3 separate regions of the Mus musculus genome follow, and regions 1 and 2 are each linked to region 3. Evidence: chromatin contacts called from public HiChIP or PLAC-seq and promoter capture Hi-C data. All regions are on one chromosome and are shown on one strand. Each heading gives the region's core, a stretch centred on a gene start, on an enhancer-like site or on the middle of the called end of the contact. The rest is flanking DNA. Distances are from core to core; before and after follow the strand shown. Region 1 overlaps Dlgap1 (DLG associated protein 1). Region 2 overlaps Gm46595 (a long non-coding RNA gene). Region 3 holds the start of Tgif1 (TGFB-induced factor homeobox 1).

Region 1 (3,236 bases), core at 114-2,613, 78 kb after region 3:
ATCAGATCTCATTACGGATGGTTGTGAGCCCCCATGTGGTTGCTGGGATTTGAACTCTGGACCTTCAGAAGAGCAGTCGGTGCTCTTAACCACTGAGCCAATGTTCTTAACCTCCAAGCCATTTCTCTAACCCCTTGGTAATAACTTTTAAAGTGGGATACTAAAAATATAAGTAACAAAGGGATGAGTTGGACTTTTTCAAAATTTAAAACTGTTATCTCAAAACACCCTATACAGAGAGTGGGAAGCCAGCTCATAGAATGTAGGGAAATAATATTTAAATCTGATAAAGATCTGGTGTACAGAATATACAAAGAATTCTTAAAATATTGAATAACCAAAGAACAAAAAGTCCAATTTCTATAAAAAGGGCAAATAACGTGAATAAACACTCTCTATACAATTGCCCAGGAGACACAGGAAACATAACTCAATATTAGAGAAATTCAAACCAAAGCGCTAATGAGATAGATACCACTGTACATCCACCAAGATGACACAGTAGAAGGAAAAAACAGAAGTCAATAACAATGCTTCCTCAACTAAACACAGAAAATGTTTTCTTTTCCCTGTTTTGAGTCACAGTCTGTTAACTCCTGGCTATCTTTGGACGAACTATATAGACCAGGATGGCCTCCCTCAAACTCACAGAGGTCCTCTTGCCTATGTCTCTGGAGTGCTGCAATCATTAAAGGTAGCAAGTTGTTGTTTTAAAAATTTTTAAAAACATTTATTTTTCTTTTTGTATGTGTGTGTGTTGAGGGGGGGGAGGCTGTGTGTCAGAGGACAATTTAAGGTCCCAAGGATCAAACTCAGGTCTTCAGGCTCAGCAGCCAGTGCTAAGCTATCTGGCATGAGTATTTAATAACAAAGAGAACACTTATGTAGTGATTTTAAAAAAATTATTATTTTATGTGTATGGCTGACTTGTCTGCATGTATGTGTGTGTGTACTACATATGTTCCTGGTGTCTTCAGAGACCAGAAGAGGGTGTCAGATCCCCTGGGACTGTAATTACAGCAGTTGTGAATCGTGATGTGGGTGATGGTGATGTGGGTGCTGGGAATCAAACCCAGGTCAAATGCCAGAGCAGCCAGTACTCTTTCCCATTGAGCCATCTCTCCAGCCCTTACTTTTCTTAGCATTAATTGAATTATTCAGTAGTACACAATCCTTATTTAAAAAACAACATTGTAAAGAGAAGAGATACAGGCACACACGGACACAGGTGGCTTTTGTTTTCCCCTTGACTCTGAATCTTACGGGTTATACATTGTTACCTTGTCACTATATCTCTGCCTCTGAGTAAATCTGCATAGTCCTTTTATCATGTAGACAGTAATCACCTCCCTTTTTGTGTCTCTTGCTGGGGTCAGAATTACCAGTGGGCTCATGTAACAAAGGGCAGTTTAGAGTCACTGAGCTAATACAATGTCACTTAGGGAAAGGGGAGCCCCCTGGGAGCTTCAGGCTTTCTCACCTTAGTCAACAGAAAGGATTACTTTCCTAGAGTTGTTAATTATCAGCTTGAAAGCCTAGAAGACTTCATAGGGATTCCTGGGAGCAGTCAAAAGCCATAGAGAGGATGGAGCAGATGAAGGAGGGCTTGCACCCAGGGATGCAGAGGAGGCACTGTGGGTGTGAGCTGCTTTGCTAAGAATCCACCCTTCAGGTGGGCAAATATGTACCCTGTGGATCAGTGTTACTAGCTGGCCTGCGAACAGAGTAGGAACTGGGGGATGTTTTTGACAAAGGTAGTGAGTTAAGCTGAAGAGAACCGCCTCCTTACAAAACGACTCTGGGCCTTTAAAGCATTCCTTTGTGCATGCGCCCTACTGTGAGCCTGCCCAGGAAAGGGGACACGGTATATCTGCTACCCATGACGTTCCGAGGATGTCCTAGCTGCCCACAAACTCTGTGCTGTTCCGCGTCTATGCCTCTTCTTGAAGCAGAGGGCTGCCCAACACATCTTGCTTCTGTGCTTCTTTACAAATAACTTAGGAACTGATTTATTTTAATTCAGAACTCTGTGAAGTCTCCTGCTCAGTTAAATAACCAGTCAGGTAGGTTTTTCAGGCTTGTTGTTTACCTAAACTGGGACCATTCTAAACCCTGGGGGTCTCCTGGCTTCTTATGTATTCATCTCTTTCTCCGGGCTCTGTTTTCTTTCTATTCTCGCTCTCTGTGAGGTTGGGGTTTCTTAGTCCAGTCTGTTTGGGTAAGGAAGCCCCGGATTGTTATCTAGTATTCAGTGTGAAAACAGCTGGCTCCTAATTAACACTAGATAATTGGGGGGGGGGGGGTTCCCCCAGTCATCAGGAAGGAATTTCAACTGCCCAGTGCTGCTTTGTGATATGGTATCTAAGTGAACCGCCACCGGCAGGATCATAAAAAAGAATTATAAGAGACAGAAGATGAAAGCAAGCCCTCTATGTCTGACAATGTGTTTTCTTTCAGAAACAGGCATTCATAGATATGCTTATTTATTCACAGAAAGGTGAACTACAAAGTGACCTGTGGAGGGACATTCTAGCAGGTTAAGCCCTAAAATTACTGTCAGCTCTTCTTAGGAGATTAATTTGTTTATTTACTTAGTTGTTTGGGTTTTTGAGACAGGGTCTCAGTACATAGCCTTGGCTGGCCTCAATTCACAGAGATCCACTCATTTCATTTCTAGAGTGCTGGAATTATCATGCCCAGCATTTATTTGTTTGTCTGTCTATCATCTATCTATCTATCTATCTATCTATCTATCTATCTATCTATCTATTTTGAGAAGGGTCTCTCTGTGTAGCCCTGGAACTCACTCTGTAGACCAGGCTGGCCTTGAACCCAGAGATCCACCTGTCTCCACCTCCCAAGTGATGGGATTGAAGGCGTGCATCACTGACCAGCTGTCTTAGTCAGGGTTTCTATTCCTGCACAAACTTTGTGACCAAGAAACAAGTTGGGGAGGAAAGGGTTTATTTGGCTTACACTTCCATGTTGCTGTTCATCACCAAAGGAAGTCAGGACTGGAACTCAAGCAGGTCAGGGAGCAGGAGCTGGTTCAGAGGCCATGGAGAGATGTTCTTTACTGGCTTGCTCAGCCTGCTCTCTTATAGAACCAAGACTACCGGCCCAGAGATGGCACCACCCACAAGGGGCCTTTCCCCCTTGATCACTAATTGAGAAAATGCCTTACAGTTGGATCTCATGGAGGCATTTCCTCAACTGAAGCTCCTTTCTCTGTGGTA
Region 2 (3,282 bases), core at 376-2,875, 94 kb before region 3:
GACCATCATAGGGAGAAATGGTTTTATTTGGTTTACATGTTCATCATCAGTCAAGGAATGCCTGGGCAGGAACTCAAGTAGAACCTGGAGGCAGGAACCAAAGCAGAGACCATGGAGGAATGTTGCTCACTGGCTTGCGCTAATGGCTTGCATCCTATGGCTTAGTTAGGCTGCTTTTTTTATGCAACCAAAGGTCAGTTGCCCATGGGTGGCACAGTGTTCTGGTTCCCACCATGTCAACCATTCAGCAAGAAATGACCCGCAGACAAGCCAATCATGTCTAATGACCCACAGGCTAATATAATGGAGACATTTTCTCAGTAGCAGTTCTTCCCAGATGACCTGAGCTTGTGTCAAGTTGACAAAAACCTAAGCAGTGCAGCTGCCCCTCAGTGTACAGGAAAGTGATGCTCTGATGGTCCTGTTGTCCATTTAAAATATCAAAAATGCATTTACCACCTGAGCATTGTGGAGCAGGCCTATGAAAGCGGTATTTGGAAGGCTGAAGCTGGTGGATCATGAGTGTCAGGTCAGCCTGGACTATGTAAGAAGACTATCTCAGGCTGGAGAGATGGTTCAGTGGTTAAGAGTACTGACTGCTCTTCCAAAGGTCCTGAGTTCAAATCCCAGCAACCACATGGTGGCTTCCAACCATCCGTAGTGAGATCTGATGCCCTCTTCTGGTGCATCTGAAGACAGCTACAGTATACTTAGATATAATAATAATAATAATAATAATAATAATAATAATAATAATAATAATAAAGTTTTTTTTAAAGAAGACCATCTCAAACAAAACCAAACCAGTTTTTGAAATCACAACCCCACTCCCCTCTACTTTGCTGCTCCTTGCATAGCATGGGGTGGGTGAGCATGAATGTAATACCTAATTATTAAACATCAGAGCTTAGATTAGTCTACCTGAAATACATCAGCACACATGCGGCAGAGTCCAGGTGGGCACTTGCGATAGTTTTGTACTATTTATCATTAGAAACAGGAACACCATTTCTATCACTAGAACAGTATCACTGTTTGTCTCGCTAGAAACAGTAGTAACAGAAAAAGATAAAATTCAACATTCCAAGGACGACTTTCCCTTCTTCTGTATTTCTCTTTTTCTTTCCTTTTATGTATACGGGTGCTTTGCTGTGTGTGTTCTGTGCATCACTTGTGTCCCTGGTGCTGAGGAGGTCAGAAGAGGAAGTTGGGTCCCCTGGAATTTGAGTAACAGATTGAATGGTAGGGATCGAACTTGGGTCCTCCGGAAGAGCAGCCAGTGCTGTGTCACCTCTCCAGCCACTATGTGGTTTTCTTTTGCTCTATTGAAACATTGGAACATAACAAAATTAAACTACCACGAATCATGTTACATGCTGAAAACCTGGGGTGGGACACTATATACTTCAGGAAGCAGGCCCTCATCTCCCCCACAAACTGCAGTGCTAACTGCAGAGCACAATGCATAAAACAGAAGAAAGCTCTGCAATGAGAAAAAGCAGGGAGATGAGGGACCTTGAGACTCAAGGGACAACGAGATAACACCCCTCCCTCCACCCCCGCCTGCCCCTGGGCTAGCACCTTTGCCTCCTCCAGTCAATAGTCTGAAGAAGCCGAAATTCCAACTGACATAGATAAAACAGCAGGCTTGCTCTCTCTAGACAATGGCTCCAGGAAAGAGGCCACCTCGACACGCTACTCTATCCAAACATCACTCTTATCTGAAAAAGCCAGATGGGGAGCTTAGCTCTCTCTCCTGACTCACCTATGACAAGAACCCCAAATACCCCTCCAGGTTGAGGTCAGAGGGTACCCACTAGGGAGTCAGGACACTCCTATAGTAACCTTGTCACCCTCTGTTGTCAGCAGAGGTCACACTGGGCCAAGGTCACACTGGGCTCATATACAGCAAGGGGTGGTCTCAGGGGGTACCTTGTGGAGCCCCAGAACTCTCTCCACTCTTCAGCAGAAATGCGAAGTCTGCTCACACAGGAAACCTGTCCACCTGCCTCTGTCTTTCAGCAATGAGAGGGCGACCCTGTTTGTCTCCTGAAGTCGTACCAGAGGAAGCCAACGGAAATAGAAGCTGCAGAGGGAAGGCAGAGTCCTGCGTAGACACCAACATATAGGCATCGATCAAATGGAAACAGCATTCTCTGTTGGAAAAAATTCATTAAAAAAACCCTCAAATTTGTGGCAAAAAAAAAGGGCAATCACCAAAAGATGTTAGAATTATTTAACGAATATTTCTAAACACCTGTGACTGCTGGGCTTGGTGGTGCACACTTGTAATGCCAGGACCTGGGAAAATCAAGAATTCAAGTTCACTTCAGCTACATAGAGAGACTCTCTCTCAAAAAGTTAATTCAAAAACCAATCAAACTGAAAGAAACACAGAATGGAGTTATTAACCCAGATTTCTACATCCAATGACTCAAAGACAACATCCAACAGGGATGGAGAGAAAACAAAAACATTCTCAGAGACGAGAAAACTAATGTATTAACCCAGACCTCTCATTTCTGTGGGAGTCCTTAAGCAGAAAACAAACTTTTTGAAAACAGATTTATTCTATTTTTCAATTATGTGTATATGTGGGGAGTTGGTGGGGGGCGGGGAAAGACTGTCAGAATATCTGGAACTGAGTTTCAGGTGGTTGGGAGTTGCCCAGTGTGGGTGCTGGGATTGAATTCAAGTCCTCTGTCAAGGCAGTTTGAGCTCCTAACTACTGAACCATCTCTCTAGGAAATTACTTTTTAACAAAGAAAACTTGAGATAGTCATGGTGACTCATGCCTGTCATCCCAGCACTCTGGACCCTGAAGAAGATGACTGTGAATCTGGACCACAGAGTAAGACTAGCTAAAGTCTGGAGGCTTGCCTAGTGGTGGTTAAACAGTTACCACGCAATTTGAAGACTGGAGTGCGGATCCCAGAACCTACGTCAACAGTGAGTGAGCAAAAGGTGATCTGCTGGTGGTTCTGGTCTCAGAAAGTGGAGACTGGGGATCTACAGAGAGAGCCAGTTAGCAGAAGTAGCCATATCGGTGAGCTCTGGGTTCCAATGAGAGACCTGCCTTATGGAATAAGGAGGAAGGTGATCAAGCCTGATTCTTCCACATCTATGAGCTCACACACATATGTGTCCCACATATGCAAACACACACACACACACACACACACACACACACACACACACACACACACACACACGAGAGAGAGAGAGAGAGAGAGAGAGACAGACAGACAGACAGACAGACAGACAGAGAGACAGAGAGACAGA
Region 3 (3,315 bases), core at 136-2,635:
CGGAGGCTTGCTTTAATTTCCAACATAATCATAAACAGGTTCCAAAGTCTAGCGGGTCATCCTGTGGCCGCCTTACTGTGGCTCGGCTTTAACCTTGTTTTTACGGGTCTGTCTCCTCCTGCCGGATCTCCACCGAGGTCACAAAACCAGAACAGCCACAAAGCCGAAACTGGAGACAGACACCGGCGGTGACGTCGCTGCTCAGCTTATTTACGTTTGGGGTTTTTCCCCCCCTCTATGGGGAAAGTCTTCTGTGACATGTGACAGTTGCTTTTCTTTGCTTTTTTTTTTTTTTTTTTTTTTTTTTTTTTTAAACAACCGGGCATAGGTGAAAACTAGACCCAGAAGTGCGGGCGTGCGCGTCTCGAAGTCAGCCATAACAGCATCTGGCTTGTATTTGGGGAGGGGACGATTCTCGATTCTTCGTTCAACTCTTTGGAGCTCCCCTCTCAAGCAAAATAAACCAATAGGAATGAGTGTTTATTTAATGGCTAGTTTCTGTTTGAAATACTGAAGGGTGTCCTCTGGTGGGATATTAGCACACAAAGTAGACACTGTTTACTGAAACAGATGAGCAGTCCCGGCGTAGTCCCCCATCTTTTTAAAAAGGCGCGTGGGGGTGGGGGAGTCGCAGTGGGGCACACGCGCGCTCTGGCCGTCCCCCTAGCCCAGACGTTTAAAGAGCATGTGAGCATGACAAGTGTCTATTCGCAACGTGTTAGATTTCGAAACTGCCTTGCAATCCAATCCGGAACTCAGAGCTTTAGCCCGGGGGAATAGACATTTGCCCACGGTGACTATGTCTGCCTCCCCCCACCCCCACTGTCGCTGTTGGCAGAAGAGTCCACGAGGAGGAGGGTGCGCTGTGCCGCGCCCGCGTGTCAATGGCAGCTGCGCCTTCTGGAAGAAGTTGATTCTTGTCTGGAATACTTTTCCTTCGGTGCCCCACCCCTTGAATCAGAAGCTGCTGCCTCCGGCGGCTGGAGCAGAGACAGTGAAGTTTGGGGCAGCTGTCAAAAACAAGGATGGGGGTGTCTTTTCTTCTCTGGGGTGGACAGAGGAGATGTCCTTAAACCTCTCTCCATCCTTTACAAACTAAATGCACTCTTCGCTAGCCCGGGGAGGAAAGGCCCCAAAAGAGAAACCAGTGTGGCCGCTGAGAGCTGAGGGATGGAGATGGTGCTCTCGCCACGGGCAGGCAGGCATGACCCTGCTTCTGGGTTCCGCCAGCGCGTAGAGGGACGGGTGATCTCGGCCCCCAGGCCCAGGGTTGTGGAGCTGGAAGGTGCGGGGGAGGGGCAGAGGAGCGCGGCGGGGCGGGCGGGGGACGGGGCGGGCGGTTGGGGGCGGAGGCAGGACCTCCTGTACCTTCCCTCTGCTCTCTCACTCTGACAGCGCCGAGGTGCGCCGAGTGGAGCGGGAAACAAAGGAGCTGAGTAGGGAGGGAGGGAATTGGGCCAGGGAGAACCCCCGGCTGGCTGCCAGAAGATCCCGACTGGAGGAAGCCCAAGTGTCACTTGAATTCCAACCCAGAAGCCAGCGCCTGAGACCGGAGCACCTTGTTTAGCAATAGTGGTTGGAACACTCTCTTGTAAGTTACCGGAGCACTAGTATAGGAGGAGGATCATCGACTACCCTCCCGCCACTCCACGGCTGCTGGCTCCTAGAAACCCCAGCTTCACCTCTCACTGGGACTCGAGTTCCAGAATGAAAAGCAAGAAGGGTAAGGTGGCGGCGGGCTGTGAGCGCCCGGGGCACCAGTGCGGGACATGTGCGGGCCGCGCCGGATCGGGAGAACACTGACTTGATGGGACTTTTCGGACCAGTGGCTCCCCGGCTGGATTGGTGGCTGTTCTCTTTGTTGAGGCTGTGTCTCTGATGGCAGTTGGTGTTCTTTTCCTTCTAGACACAACCCGAGGGGCTGTTGTGGGGAGGCTGAGCCGCGCCACGCTGTTGGCACGTTGTCAAGAACCACGCTCAGCGCCTTGTTTGTACGCCTCCAAGTTTCATTGTCTTCCTGACACCCCATGCTCGGCCCAGGCGCCGCGTGGTTTCTAGTGCCGTTTCTGGGGCAGGGCTTTGCGGTTGATGTTCTAGGAGACCCTGGCACCTCGCTTTTCCCTGTGGGGGGTCCTTGGCGAATTCCAGTCGCCTTACCTTTTGTCTAAAAGTTTGTAGTTCCGGGTGTTCTCTCACTCCTCGCCGGATCCTGGCAATGTTTTTTTTTTTTTTTTTTTTAAAGAGATGTGTTTTTCACTATCAAAGGAATGTGATCCGGGACCCCCACACATATCGCCCTAGGGCGAGCATAGCTTTGGAAAGATGGACTTTAAAATTTTTACTAGTTTCTGAAAGTTTTCCCACGATGAATTTAGGACCGCGTGTGCTGTTAGAACACAAGTACCATGCAGTCGAAAACTGTCCAAGTGTGACAAGCAGGCTTGGTTGTAAGTGCAAAAAGCGAGGCTGTCATTGTTTCCACCAAAGCTTTACAACTAAAACTTGCCGTCAGTCTGGTTTAAAAACAAAACACACTGGGGAGGAAGGGGGGAAAAAAAAAACCCAAAAGGTCAAAGACTGTGAAGTCCCTTTTGAAGCTAACTTTGGAGTCCCTGACTGGGAGGTCCCTCGAGTGTTCCAGTCGTGGACTGGAGTTGGCTTTTTTTGTTGTGATTTATGTGGAGTGGTTCAAAACAGAAGTTAATCGCTTGGAGAAGCGGGCGGGGGGAAGGGGGCGCTGGTGCGCATGCCCGGGAGCTTCCTCGAGTTTGTTACTCCACATTCTTTCAGACCTAGACCGCGACTGCAGTTCCAACGGAACACGGTTATAGCAGCTGCCGCCAAACACGCTTCCTCACGGGGTTTCTCCGCGCTTCCTACCTTAGAGAGTTGGGTGGATGTTATTCTGTGAGAGACCCCGAAACATACGGAACTCATGAAGACCCCGGGTACTTGGTTAAGTAGGCCTCCTTGCTCCTTTCCACCCTGGGACAGTCAGAGTGTGGGCGCTCTGAGTTGGGGGACAGTTTAACTGAGCTCTGGGGAAAACTTAGGGATCTTCTCAAGACCTCTGTCACCCCTTGACGTGGCTGACAGATCTAGACCCCCGTGGGAGGCATTCCGCTCCAATAGCACCTCAATGAGGGTAGTTTGGTTTTGTGTGGCTCCGGGGTGCGGGAATGCAAAACTGGGTTTCCGTGGGTGGGGAGGAAGGCTGACGACTAGCTTCCCATTCAGGCTCCACCCTCTTGGGTGTCCCCTTCCCCAGATGCGAGGTCCCCAGCCCAAAGAGCGTGGGTTCCCCAAGTCAATCCC

Evidence for each region. Promoter capture Hi-C pulls out the DNA fragments that hold promoters and counts their contacts. HiChIP or PLAC-seq counts read pairs in DNA pulled down with a chosen protein or histone mark.
Region 1: a contact with region 3 is called in an H3K4me3 HiChIP or PLAC-seq map of embryonic stem cells, with 40 read pairs. The contact joins the enhancer-like site here to the promoter of Tgif1 in region 3. A contact is called at or near these places in 2 of 39 promoter capture datasets (Sertoli cells and macrophages), 1 of 15 datasets of contacts at CTCF or cohesin (the NIH/3T3 cell line), 5 of 484 Hi-C or Micro-C datasets (Sertoli cells, bone marrow-derived dendritic cells, nephron progenitors and 2 more), 20 of 115 datasets of contacts at active chromatin or transcription factors (the SCID.adh cell line, bone marrow-derived macrophages, embryonic fibroblasts and 11 more) and 3 of 9 other capture datasets (adipose tissue, liver and pancreatic islet).
Region 2: a contact with region 3 is called in a promoter capture Hi-C map of Sertoli cells, with 3 times the contacts expected there. The contact joins the enhancer-like site here to the promoter of Tgif1 in region 3. A contact is called at or near these places in 11 of 39 promoter capture datasets (the 3T3-L1 cell line, the C10 cell line, the HPC-7 cell line and 8 more), 2 of 15 datasets of contacts at CTCF or cohesin (CD8 T cells and pro-B cells), 6 of 484 Hi-C or Micro-C datasets (CD8 T cells, Sertoli cells, bone marrow-derived macrophages and 3 more), 23 of 115 datasets of contacts at active chromatin or transcription factors (the 230-238 cell line, CD8 T cells, the HPC-7 cell line and 18 more) and 3 of 9 other capture datasets (adipose tissue, liver and pancreatic islet).

Annotation. Positions count from the first base shown.
Region 1 is chr17:70,770,903-70,774,138 of GRCm38.p6, reverse strand. All of the region lies in intron 8 of Dlgap1 (DLG associated protein 1), which reads right to left. The region is part of intron 4 of Gm41609 (predicted gene, 41609); the gene reads left to right. Among named protein-coding and RNA genes, the nearest start is that of Gm41609, 33 kb to the left of the region's middle. Within about 2 kb of position 1,363, at least 37 of the 459 cell types and tissues checked have an H3K27ac peak or open chromatin away from gene starts, as enhancers often do. A contact at or near this core is called in embryonic stem cells, epiblast stem cells and stem cell-derived anterior neural progenitor cells, where this site is marked.
Region 2 is chr17:70,943,559-70,946,840 of GRCm38.p6, reverse strand. Gm46595 (a long non-coding RNA gene) reads left to right here. Exons shown (of 3, transcript XR_001782184.2): 3 at 2,023-2,139. Among named protein-coding and RNA genes, the nearest start is that of Gm26510, 20 kb to the right of the region's middle. Within about 2 kb of position 1,625, at least 12 of the 459 cell types and tissues checked have an H3K27ac peak or open chromatin away from gene starts, as enhancers often do. A contact at or near this core is called in Sertoli cells, where this site is marked.
Region 3 is chr17:70,849,280-70,852,594 of GRCm38.p6, reverse strand. Tgif1 (TGFB-induced factor homeobox 1) reads left to right here and starts at 1,385. Exons shown (of 3, transcript NM_009372.3): 1 at 1,385-1,723. The coding sequence starts at 1,708.